2 separate regions of the Mus musculus genome follow, and region 2 is linked to region 1. The links are chromatin contacts, called in public HiChIP or PLAC-seq maps. All regions are on one chromosome and are shown on one strand. Each heading gives the region's core, a stretch centred on a gene start, on an enhancer-like site or on the middle of the called end of the contact. The rest is flanking DNA. Distances are from core to core; before and after follow the strand shown.

Region 1 (6,214 bases), core at 2,689-5,188:
TTTAAAAAAAATACTAGACAACACAAAAGTAGACAGGATACCAATGGAGAGTTCACAGAAGTCGCAAAGCAAATGTTTGCTATGTTTCAAAATGTTCTTCCTCGCTGATGGCAGAGAAATCCTAATTAAAGTGAGGTCGCCTCCCCTGGTTTCTGCATAATGCTTTGGCAAGCATTTACAGTACTGACACAATCTAGTGAATTAATCCAGTTAATTCGAGAGTGGAGAGCGTGGTTATACTTTGTCTTGGTAAGTGTGATCTAGCAGCAAATCATGGTCAGTTCTTCCACAACCCAGCAGTTACACTCCCAGGATTCTTAGTAGCTCAGTGGGAAAATGCCTGCCTCCCTCGGATTTGTGAGACCCTGAGTTAAGTTCCCAGTACAGGAAAGAAGAGGAGGGAATTTCTCCAGTCATTTAAGAAAAGAGTGACTGCGGGCTGCAGTTGCAGTTCAGTTGTGAAGTACTTACTAGCACCCATGAGAATATGGATCCAGGTAAAAAGTTGCATATGGTAGGCCATGCTTGTAATCTGACCCCTGGACAGGCAGAGAAAGGAGGCTTAATTGGCCTATCATCCTAGCCTAATTAATCTTCAAGCCCAGGTGCCAGAGAGAGACCCTGTATCAGAAACTGCAATAGAGGCTAAGGTCTCAGCACCCACATCAGGAGCTCACAACTTGCTAAAATTCCATCTTCAGCAGACCCCACACCTTCCCTCTTCTGGACTCCATAGACTGGTATGCACACACATACTGACATATGTACACATGTTAAGATTGTTAAAGATTAACCTTCAGTGTGTCTGCTTACAACATAAACTCATATTCTGACATGCGAAAATATGGTGCTGTTAGGGTATGTATTTGAGAGCCACATGCATTGTCTTGCTATATTGCAATTCCAGTAGTCAGGAATCAGAAATGGCTTGGCTGATTTGTTCAGCCTTAGGTTTCCTCATGACATTTGGATGAGCTGTCACATGTGGTCTCTATTACCGTGTGGACTCCCCATAGACCATGTGATGTGTCCATATGAGAGGGAGGGCATTAGACCTTCCTAGAAGTGCTAAAGAGAAAAGCCAAGACTGAAGCTTCCAGAGTGACATGCTTGTTTCTGCTATGTTGCATTGGTCACCAAGACTAACTTCAGTCCAGTGAAGAAGTCAGTAAGGATGTGAATAAGGAAACGGGAGCTCACTGGGAATGGGACTACCTTGAAAGTTAATTACCACAAAGTGTTTTAAAAACAAGCTTCATGAGCATCCAAATAAACGATCTCCCAATTTTCCTTTATAAAAAGGGTTTGTATATGAGTACGTGTGTAAAAGACTGAAGGACAGCCAGCTATGAGCAGTGTGTGATGTGGAAGCTGGTGAACACTGAGGACAGCCTTTGCTTGTTATTTATAGTTTGTTTTCTTTATATGTTCTACAACAAATGAGCATGTGCCACATTTACAATTAAAAAGGATAAAGTACGTTTAATTAGAACCATACTTCTTTCTCCTGAAAGCCATCTCTGCTCCTTGTCAAGCTGATGTAATTTCCTTCCTGGATGTTCTTTCTCTTGCTGCTCTTGTCTCTTCCTGGTGCTCCCTCACCCCCCCCCCCCATGGGTGCTTCCCCAGAGGCCAGCTGAGAGTAGTCATTCTTGAATCCTCCCCCAACTGACTACCTAGCATAAAATAGTTGCTCAGTACATTTGTTGAGTGAGTGAACTGAAAGATTGATTTTATGCCACTAATATTTATTGAGTAGCTATAAAGATAAAGAACGTGTGTCTAGACCTTTGGTAACTTGATTCCAATTGGTCAGATGGCTTTGTGACCTCAGATCTTCCTAAATATACTATGATATTTATCTTTTTCTTGACTTTCTTTAGGAACTTACCTAGTAACAACTTTTGTTAGAGATGGGTTAATTTGTTAGGTCCTACTAGGGAACTATATATAATACAGCAGAGAAAATCTGCTGTTTCATACCTCGTAGATCAGAAATACTAAGCCAAGTAGTCTTGCCTAAATGAGAAGGGTAAGGTAGCTGAGTCAGCCCCCAATCTTCCAACTAATGTTAGTATCAAAAATGGAAGTAATTATAATTGCTGGCAGAAATGAATCATTCAGAGCTAGGGCTGTAGGGGCTCTTCTTTATAACATTCTCTTATAATAGGATGGCTTGCAGCAGCGGCCCAGTTAATTGGAGTGGTCAGGAGAAACGGGAATCTCCTATTGAAAATCTTAGTTAAAAAAAAAGTTCACGTTCAGTCTTGATCCCTGTATATTTTGAATATACTCTTAAACTATACTCATAATTTGTATGACTACCTCAGCCTTTCCTAAACCCTTGTCAACCAGAGTCTCTTAAATAGCTAGTAGTGTGTAACCACAGCTTACAGTAATAAAACTGAAGCGTTCCCAGGGGAACCAAAGCCCAAGAGCTACTGGGGAACCGGAAACTTTGAAGCACAGTGCAGCTAGGGGTTATTCCTGCAAAGTCAGCTTTGCGGGGACCCATACTTACCTGAGTGCACACCTGTCAGGGACACAGCAGGTGGCTGTGCTGGGCGCTAGCCTAAGCCTGCCTATGGCTGAGATGGTGTGCTTTCTCACGAGAGCACCCACAATACAAAAGCTGGCCCACATGAGAAACTGCAGTGAACCTGGTTCTAATTCCTGTTCCAATTTCTTCCTCCTGCTGAGCTTATAATCCGTTTCTACATCTGTACCCCACGGTTGGGTGCATCATAGAAGTGGAAAACCATAAAGATAAAAGATTTCGAGGAAATGTACCCATGTGCCCAGGCAAGGAGATGTGGTGTTTAAAGGTTTGAAATTCCAGTCGTTAAGAGATGAGACCCCAGTGACTGAAAGGGACGTGACACAGAGACCAGAGACCTCAAATCCTTAGCTTCTCAGCGGAAGCTTGGACATCACTATAAATTTTAAATAGCATGGGAAAAAAAAAAAAAAAAAAAAAAAAACGACTGTAGCTGGCAATTACAGAAGCCAAGCTAGTGGCTCTGCGCTGCTGAGTTTTCTGAGGGTCAGAACGTAACTTGCCTGCAAGTGAATTCAGATCAAAGCCTCACTGGGGTGGGGGTGGAAGGACCTGGAGCGAGTGGGGGTGGGGGTAGTCACAAAAGGTAAAGTAGGGAGGAACACATGCGCACTTTTCACAATGGGGCAGAGGAGTGCTCTCTGGCGAGGGAAAGTGGTACCCACACAATCCTACTATCTGAAGCCGGTTCCCTGGAATTCAAAAACCGTTCTCCGGAACACCTGGACAGGGTGGAGTGTCTATGGTTCATCCTTGCGTCACACACCCTCTGCTTTCTCCCTTTCGTCATTTCAGCAGTCCATCTATCTCTACCTGGCCTCTGGGCTCCTTCCCCTCACGCTCCTTCACTGCTAGTACTATCAGCTTGCCCTCGGTTAGTGTCTGCTTTTGCCTATTTTATATCTTTGCCTAAATTAAGTGTGTCCCTCCATTCCCACGACCCGATGCCCAGACGCCATTCTCCATAAGGAAAGCTCCTGCAGCGCCACGCAGGATCTCAGGACCTTTTCTGGGAGGGGCGCAGAACCCAAGCTCACAGCCTGGCACCAGAAAAGGCCAACTTCGGGGCTCCAAAGCACTCCCCAGCAGCTGGTTCTTTTAAGGCCCTGGGATCTAATGTCAGGGGGCCCGCCGCCCTCCAGCACCGACGTGTCTCATTTCCCGTGCAGCGCTGAGAGAGACCGTGGGTGGAAAATCCGCTGCAACTCGCGGGCCACCGGGCTGGGGGCGCCGTCACTTGTTGCGACCAATGAACGGTGCTCAGTGCTGGAGCGTTGTTTCTAATACCGTCTTTAGCTGTGCAGGGGATCCCCCAGCACGCACCCCGCTGCTCTGCCACTGTGGGAAGGGAGGAGGTGCCGCGCCCGGAGAGCCGACCCCGGTGGGCGCTGGATGCCCCAGGGAAGCAGGCTCCACCCGCCCCGCGGCAGCCGCCTCAGCAGGTCCAGTCCGCACTCCGCAGAGCATCCTTCTGACCCAGGAACCACACGGGACACAGCTCATCAGGGATCCTCACCTACTTCCAAGTCGCGGTCTCTAGGATTCCCGCCACTCCTCTCACACCCGTCCCCCACCCCTGCCACTTTTCGGAGTCCCCCGCCCCCGCCTCCCGGCATCTGCGGGGCAGTCGCACGCGGAGCTGCTGAGCCGGGAGGACGCCCGGCTGGAGCTGCCCTCCGCAGCCCAGCCCGCACTCCCTGCCCTTCGCTTCGTCCCGCCGCCCGGCCCGCGCCCCCGCTGCCCTCGCTCTGCGCCTCCCCGCCGACCTCCTGCGAGTCTCGAGCTCCGCCACGGCGGGGTACGGCGGGGCCGGCGCGATGCGGCAGCTGTGCCGGGGCCGCGTGCTGGGCATCTCGGTGGCGATCGCGCACGGGGTCTTTTCTGGCTCCCTCAACATCCTGCTCAAGTTCCTCATCAGCCGCTACCAGTTCTCCTTCCTGACCCTGGTGCAGTGCCTGACCAGCTCCACCGCCGCGCTGAGCCTGGAGCTGCTGCGGCGCCTGGGGCTCATTGCCGTGCCCCCCTTCGGCCTGAGCCTAGCTCGCTCCTTCGCTGGGGTTGCCGTGCTCTCCACGCTGCAGTCCAGTCTCACTCTCTGGTCGCTGCGCGGCCTCAGCCTGCCCATGTACGTAGTCTTCAAGCGCTGCCTGCCCCTAGTCACCATGCTCATCGGTGTGCTGGTGCTCAAGAACGGCGCGCCCTCGCCCGGAGTGCTAGCGGCCGTGCTCATCACCACCTGCGGCGCCGCCCTGGCAGGTGAGCGGGACCCGCGTCAACCCTGGTCCACCCAACCCACCCGGTAGAGACCGCTGGGACCACTCGGTGCAACGCCCTCACTGCCAGATGGGGATACTGAGGCAGGGAGCTTTGAGTGGTCCTTGGGATCACAAAAGGGACTTTTCTTCTGAGACCCAGCGCAGCCTCTCTCAGCCTTCAAGCCTCCTCCATCAGCCCTGCCCCCCAGGTGTCCAGGCTTCCGCCACCCCACCCCCACCCCTTTCCTCCCCCACCCGGGTCTTTCTTGTTCAGCCCCTTCCTCAGGAGGGATGGAGAGTCGCCAGCGCAGAGAACTGGAGTCCAGCCCTGCACTGAGCCGGAAGGAAGGGGGCCGGGAACTTCCTCGGATCACGCGGGGTTGGGGAGCTGGAGAGACGGGAGTGAAGCCTGAGCAACCTGGGCTCAGTACCCGGGCCCTAGGCAAAAGGAACCGCCCCGGGGCTCAAGGGCAGGAGGGGCGGGGAGGACCCCCGGGGAATCCAGCTGCGGGCAGAGGGGAAACACTCTTTCCGGGGCCGTGCCCGCACTCGGTTGAGGCCGCTAGCTGGGGTTCCCTGTCCCTTCCGGTGCCCACGGGGCGGGAACCACCCTCCCAGGTGGCCTCCGTGCAGGCTTCAGGGACCCCAAGGAGCCTACCCAGAGAGCATCTGATCTCCCCCTGGCCTTCGCCCTGGCTAGAGGAAGACCGGGTACATTAGCTCGGCTTGACGGTCGCATTTTGACACAGAGATGGAGGCAAGGAGGGTTTCTGTTGGGCACTCGGAAAATTCGTGGGCAGAATTGGGATGCTAAGGGTTTTCCCCCCAAGGCGACATGCTTCCTGGAGTGGATACCCAACCCTGTGTCTTCTCTTTTTCTTTCCCGCGCTGGCTCTGCCGTCTTGGTGCGCTCAGGAGCTGGCGACCTGACGGGCGACCCCATTGGGTACGTAACGGGCGTGCTGGCTGTATTGGTGCACGCAGCCTACCTGGTGCTGATCCAGAAGGCGAGCGCGGACACGGAGCACGGGCCTCTCACCGCACAGTATGTGATCGCCGTCTCCGCCACCCCTCTGCTGGTCATCTGCTCTTTCGCCAGCACCGACTCCATCCACGCCTGGACCTTTCCAGGCTGGAAGGACCCGGCCATGGTTTCCATATTCGTGGCCTGTATCCTGATCGGCTGTGCCATGAACTTCACCACACTGCACTGTACCTACATCAACTCTGCTGTGACCACCAGCTTCGTGGGCGTGGTGAAGAGCATCGCCACTATCACGGTGGGCATGGTGGCGTTCAGCGACGTGGAGCCCACCTCTCTATTCATTGCTGGCGTTGTGGTGAACACCCTGGGCTCCATCATTTATTGTGTGGCCAAATTCTTGGAGACCAGAAGGCAAAG
Region 2 (5,756 bases), core at 444-2,943, 36 kb after region 1:
GCTCGTCTATAAGTAGACAGATATGTGAATTTTAAGGTGGCAAAACTCCTCACCATTAAAAGTTAATGAAAACATTTCAATTCAGACAAAAGGTTAATGTTAGTATATAGGAAAGACATTACAGTCAACAAGGAAAATTCTAATACTCCATTAGACATCAGGGAAAATCTATTTTCAAAAAGAAATCAAATTATAAATGGGAGCTAATTAATAAAGAAATGTTCATAGAGTAATATGTGTATATACTTTTAAAAAAGCTTTCATTTCTCAAAATGACAAAACCATTTTGAGTGTTGGGAAAGGTCCGGAAGAATCAGAAGTTCACGCTGACTGGAGGTTCCTGGAGCGCGTTAGGATCAGCCTCTAGACCAGTGGTTCTCAACCATCCTAATACTATGACCCTTTAATACAGTTTCTCTTGTGGTGACCCAACCTTAGAACTGTGATTTTGCTACTGTTGTGAATCGTAATGTAATCATCTGGTGTGCAGGATATCCGATATGCAACCCCTTTGACCTCCAAAGGGTTCGAGACCCATAGGTTGAGAAGCAGTGCATTAGAGTATTAAAGAAGGAAGAGGGTTTTTGCCTTGAAAGGGGTGATCCCCAAAAATTATAGTCATAATATCCCTGTGTTTGTAAGGATAATGGTAACAGTTGTTTATAATAGTAAGAAACTGAAAAAAAAATTAAGCCAGGAGGTTGGTTAAATCTATAAACTCAACAGTTGAGAAATGTATTTATTTGTAAATATTCTTACATTTATGTGAATGGGTATTGATAGAATACTACTAAGATTATTAAACATAATTATGTACATGCATATTAAATACATGAAAGATTTACATATATATTCAACATTCTTTTTTTCCCAATGCTGGGGACTGAACTCAGGGATGCTAGCCATGTGCTGTACTCTCGAACTACGGCCCAGCTCTGTGTTATATTTTTAAGTGAGAAAGGCTGGCAAAATTTGGGGAAGAAACATAGCATAGTGTCTTAGTGCATGAAGTCAGACTGATTGATGGCGTCTACTCCCTTTCTCATTGTAAGACGTCTTAAAAGTTGCTGGGTTCTGAGTAAGTTGCTTGGTATATGAGTGAAGACAAGAAATGCAGAATGCGGAGGGTGAAGCTGGGGTCAAATGTACGTTAGCTCTGGGCTCAGAGCCTAAAGTCTTAGCCAGTGCCCTAAGCAAACTGAGGGGAAATGGATCGATATGGAACAAGATATGGGATCATCTTGGCTGTAAGTACTTTTAAAAGAGGGGTGTCACTGCTTGCAGCCTTTGAATTGCCAGCATTTAGCTCCATATCTGGTATCTGATAGATATAAGCAGACAACACAAAGGTCTGATACAGGAGGAGACATTCTTAACAACAGAGCTGTGGGCTCAATACTCAGATTCATAGTTAAATAGAATGAAAAAGAAAGGAAAGGCAGACAAGGATAGGCCAGACTAGAGATGATGGGCAGGTGCTGGCAGAGATGTGGAAAATGATGCACAAGGAGCTCTGGTCCTCAGATGCGAGAGTTCTTCTCTTGAAGGCTGCTCCAACTATTTATTAGTGGCCCCTAGGTCTCTAATTAGAGTCCTGCCTGTCCTTCTGTTTCCTAAAGGGTTGGAGACGTGTCCTGAGGGCTTGTCACCAGAGGCCTTTTGCCCTTCTAATCAGCCAGATGGCAGCTGCAGGAAGTGGCCTGCAAAGTGACAGTCACAAGGTAGTGTTGACAGCTGAGGCCTCAGTTGAGCCAGGGCTGAGGGGCCGTGAGGAAGCTTCTGTCTGAGCTTCTCGTCCTAACGTGAGCTTTGCTTGACGGGGGTTTCCTGTATGATCTGGGAACAACCAGACAAGGCAACCACTTCACAGAATTAACGGAACGCTGCCCTCAAAAGAGAACCAGATAAAAATGTCCCCGTGGGAATGTCCATCATTTATCATTGCTCTTAAGAATCTTAAAATCCACCTACTTTGACAGTGGCCTGGAGTATGTGCGGTGGTTGTGTCTGTGTATTTATTTTCAGGAAATATTTTATAAGAAGAAAATAGACTTTGGGGTTTTTGGAACTCTCTGTGAATTCCTAGATCTTTTTTTGGGGGGTGGGGTGGGGAGGGAAATGTATCTATCACCAGGGACTACTCTTGTCATTAGTCCTAAACATTGTTGCTCCCTTAGCAAGGCCAGTATACTGCTTCTGATGTGTCAGTGGAAAGGGGGCAGTTTAATAAAAATACCACTGAGCCCTTTGAAAAGATGGCAAACAGAGAGCCCTGCCTACGTGGACTCAGGCTACAGACCTCACCAGGCACCTGCTCTTAGAACTGGGACAACGTCCAATCCTATAATTGCTGAAAGATGTACACCTGCCACTTAATTTCCTTGGTGCCCGCAGTGAATTATACCTAAAGCTAGACAGCAAAGATGCCTGTCCACTCTGCTTTCTTTGTTTGCCCACCCAGCTACCCTCTTATCTATCTCAAAGACAGTGTGATTATTTGAAACTGAACTTAACAGGCTGCTGCTGTTGTACAAATTTTCTCTCACTGGGAACTGAGATGGGTCTAAATAGATCGCAGCTTCCTACCAAATAACATTATAATTGGCAGCTCAGATCAGTTCAAACTTGCAGGAAATTCACAAAGAGGACATAAAATATTTGCCAGACAAATTCGAATACCCACCCCTACCCCCAATCCACGTGTCACCTCCAAACTGTGAGGATGTTCCAAGACAGGGAATCTGAAGGATAGAAGGGACTTTAGTAAACTCTTTCTTTCATAAGTGAGGAGATAAAGATTTTTAGGAGAAGAAGGTAGTTACTGTTACCCACGTAACTCAGAAAAGTTAAGGCGGCAGTCTCTTCTTCCCCTCACATCTGTGCTTCCTTCCTGATCCCCAGGGGGGAAAAACATAACTCTCTCTCCCTTACTCTTCTTCCTTCCCTCTCTTCCTTCCCCCTCATCTGCCTGCGTGCCTGTCTGTCTGTCTGCCTGTCTACTAGCACATTCCAAATAGGGACAAAGGAAACTAATTATCCATCCCTCCACCACCAAGGTTTGGAACTGAGCCTCCTGAAATGTGCAAGCAGCAGCCAGGCTCACCGGAGAGGGGGTACGCAAGTTCCTTATGAGCATGGTGCTCTCACAGGGAACTGAACTCCAATAGCTTAGTGATGATTGGAAGATTAAATGTCCTCTTACTAGAGAGATGTGGAAGATATAGGCAGTTGGACGAGGTATCTGGGGCCCATGATGACCCTTGGCAGACTTCAGTCTGTGATGAATTCTTCTGTGCTCTGGTGTGCTGTTCCCACCCAGCCCTCCTTATTACCACTTAGTCCACTGGAAGATCTGCCTAGAGGGGATCATTAGAGAAAGCTGGTCCGTACATTTGGGTGGGGGGAGAAGAAAGTAATGGGACTGTGGGGTGTGGGAGGACATCAGAGAGGCCTTAGTTGTGAGGCTGTTATCTTAATTCAAAGCTCTCTGCATGCTGATGTGTCAAACTTTGAATTATTGGCTCCTGAGCCTCAGTATTATCTGTCTTTCATATCATTCAAGCAAGGGACCAGAGTATACGTGTGCATATGGTGTAGAGAGACACAGCCAGAGTTAATTGTTTAAATTAATGGCTAGTAAAAGAAAATGTAATAAAAATAATAAATTTCAAAGTGGTATGCTTTATCAGGATATGGCAGAATATGATGGGAGCCATGTAGAAGCTTGCTATTCCTAATGATATGGCTCTCTGAGCTGGTAATTACATAGACTGTATGATTGGCCTGATCTATGCTTGTCATCCCCTCTTCCTCACTCTGGGCAGTATCTGTTGCTCAGGGGACATCCTATCTTCTTTCTTTGGAGCTAGTTGAACAGGGGTGAGGTGCATTGACCCTCAGAAGAAGGTGTGTACTCAGGCCAGGCACATAAGAGAGAGGTGGAGCCAGTGGCAGGCTAGTGGAACTCCACCAAGGTGCCTCAATCTTGGGGTAACTTTCTGGGGGGGAGATCAGGTCAGAAGCTCATTCTCCTAGGCACCCCAACAAAGCAGACCCATGCTGTGCCTTGTTTAAGCACATTAAATGTCTGCCCTTGTTTGTAGCCCTGCATGCACACATGGATGCAGACACTTCCCTCCTTCCTCCTTCTGTCCCCCAAGGATATTTTATTAATCCGAATTACACACAGCCTTTCTGCTTGGCATGCTGGACAGTGAGGGAGTTTGTTGAGAAGCTCTGACTCTAAGGTGCATGTTATGTGCGGTAGAACTTCTCAACATTGCTGCCTCTACCCCATTTTCACATGCCTGAAGGACCTGTTTGGATGCCCTCTCTGAAAATGTAACAATATAGATAGACTGTATATCTGTGTGCACACTATACGTACACTGAATGCGGTTCCATGCTTCTTGCAGTGAAACAGTAAGGTGTTCTTGAAGGCTGAGTGGCATAAAGGCAGTGACAGAAACAGGCTGCCAGGAGGAGGTTAGTTGTTATAAGGAAGGGGGTAACTCCTCAGAGAACAGGGACACAGCACATGACAGGGCTGCGTGTGCAAATAGCTAAAAGGTACCTCTGGAGACTCTTTTGCCTCGAGGCCATTCTGTTTCTTCCTTTTCTCTCTTCACACGTCAGGCCCTTGTGGAGCAGCAACATCCTGGAGACAGAAAGATGAAAAGAAGCAGGAAGGGCAGTGTGTGTGGGATGCACAGGAGGAGGTGCTGTGTCATACTGGTTTCTCTTATAGTCCCTTATTTTTCTTTCTCGGCTCTGAAGTATCTTTCCAACCTTACTTTTAGTTTTCATCTTTACCACCATCTCTCTGTAAAGGCTGTGTTCTCTCTGGTCTGAATAATAATCACTCTTAAATAGTTATTTTGTCTTTCAGGTAGAGGCAAAGGAATGAGAAAGTTTGATACATGGTGTGTCCTAGCCAGACACTTAGATTGGTTAAGGTAAGGGGCGGGAGATGTTCAGAGGGAAGGAAGGAAGGAAGGAGGAGAGAAGAAGAAAGAGAGGAAGGGAGGGACCGTCTATGGTTCTGAAACTGTCTCACACTCTGGTATGACTGAACACTGGTTTGTCCTTGCTACCATGTGGATGGATATCCTGTGTGAGGAGCTCTTTAAAGAATGTGTCCTTCTGATATGACAGAGGCTAAGAGGAAAACCTGTGATAGGAGCAGAGGGAAAGAATCCGGGTGGGGTTTTTTGTTAGTTAGTTTGTTTTGTTTTGTTTTGCTTTTTGGTCAGGTGTGCAGGCTCCCTTGATGTTCTCGGTCTTAGTCATTGGATGGTAATCCTTCTGTCCATACATAGACAGAATATAGCAGCTGCCACACGGTGGCAGCAACATCTCTGGCTGTTTAGCCTGGTGGGTGATGGCTTTTTCTTCTCTCCTTTTTTCAGTCCATCCCTTCAGAACAAGCCTTTCTTTGGGAACTGGGGGCACTGGGGTAAATATTTCAGTGGGCTTTCTTAATGCGTCTCTTTACTTAAGCCATGAGCCGGCACTTCTGTCATCTTTTCTTAGTAGCCAGAATTTTAAATCGAACTCATTAGATAGTGAGACTGGTGGTTGTACACAGGGTTGTGGGGACCAGGAAGGTGACCAGATGTTCTAATTGAGTCTGCCAGTCTTGGTTCTGGCAGTGATCAGATTCCCTGGGAGAAGTCCCAGGCAGGCTCCACTGTGGCCGTTATCTGAACCGAGCTTATGAACTGGCCTACTTCCAGGGGAGAATGGCCAGAGCAGAG

The links. HiChIP or PLAC-seq counts read pairs in DNA pulled down with a chosen protein or histone mark.
Region 2: an H3K27ac HiChIP or PLAC-seq map of the HPC-7 cell line shows a contact between it and region 1, with 8 times the contacts expected there. The contact joins the enhancer-like site here to the promoter of Slc35d3 in region 1. A contact is called at or near these places in 1 of 39 promoter capture datasets (3T3-L1-derived adipocytes), 1 of 484 Hi-C or Micro-C datasets (the HPC-7 cell line), 7 of 115 datasets of contacts at active chromatin or transcription factors (CD8 T cells, the HPC-7 cell line, craniofacial prominence and 1 more) and 3 of 9 other capture datasets (embryonic stem cells, liver and pancreatic islet).

The regions. Positions count from the first base shown.
Region 1 is chr10:19,849,183-19,855,396 of GRCm38.p6, reverse strand. It overlaps Slc35d3 (solute carrier family 35, member D3), which reads left to right and starts at 3,938. Exons shown (of 2, transcript NM_029529.3): 1 at 3,938-4,813; 2 at 5,728-6,214. The coding sequence starts at 4,375.
Region 2 is chr10:19,811,533-19,817,288 of GRCm38.p6, reverse strand. No RefSeq gene overlaps it. Among named protein-coding and RNA genes, the nearest start is that of Gm25256, 32 kb to the right of the region's middle. Within about 2 kb of position 1,693, at least 43 of the 459 cell types and tissues checked have an H3K27ac peak or open chromatin away from gene starts, as enhancers often do. A contact at or near this core is called in the HPC-7 cell line, where this site is marked.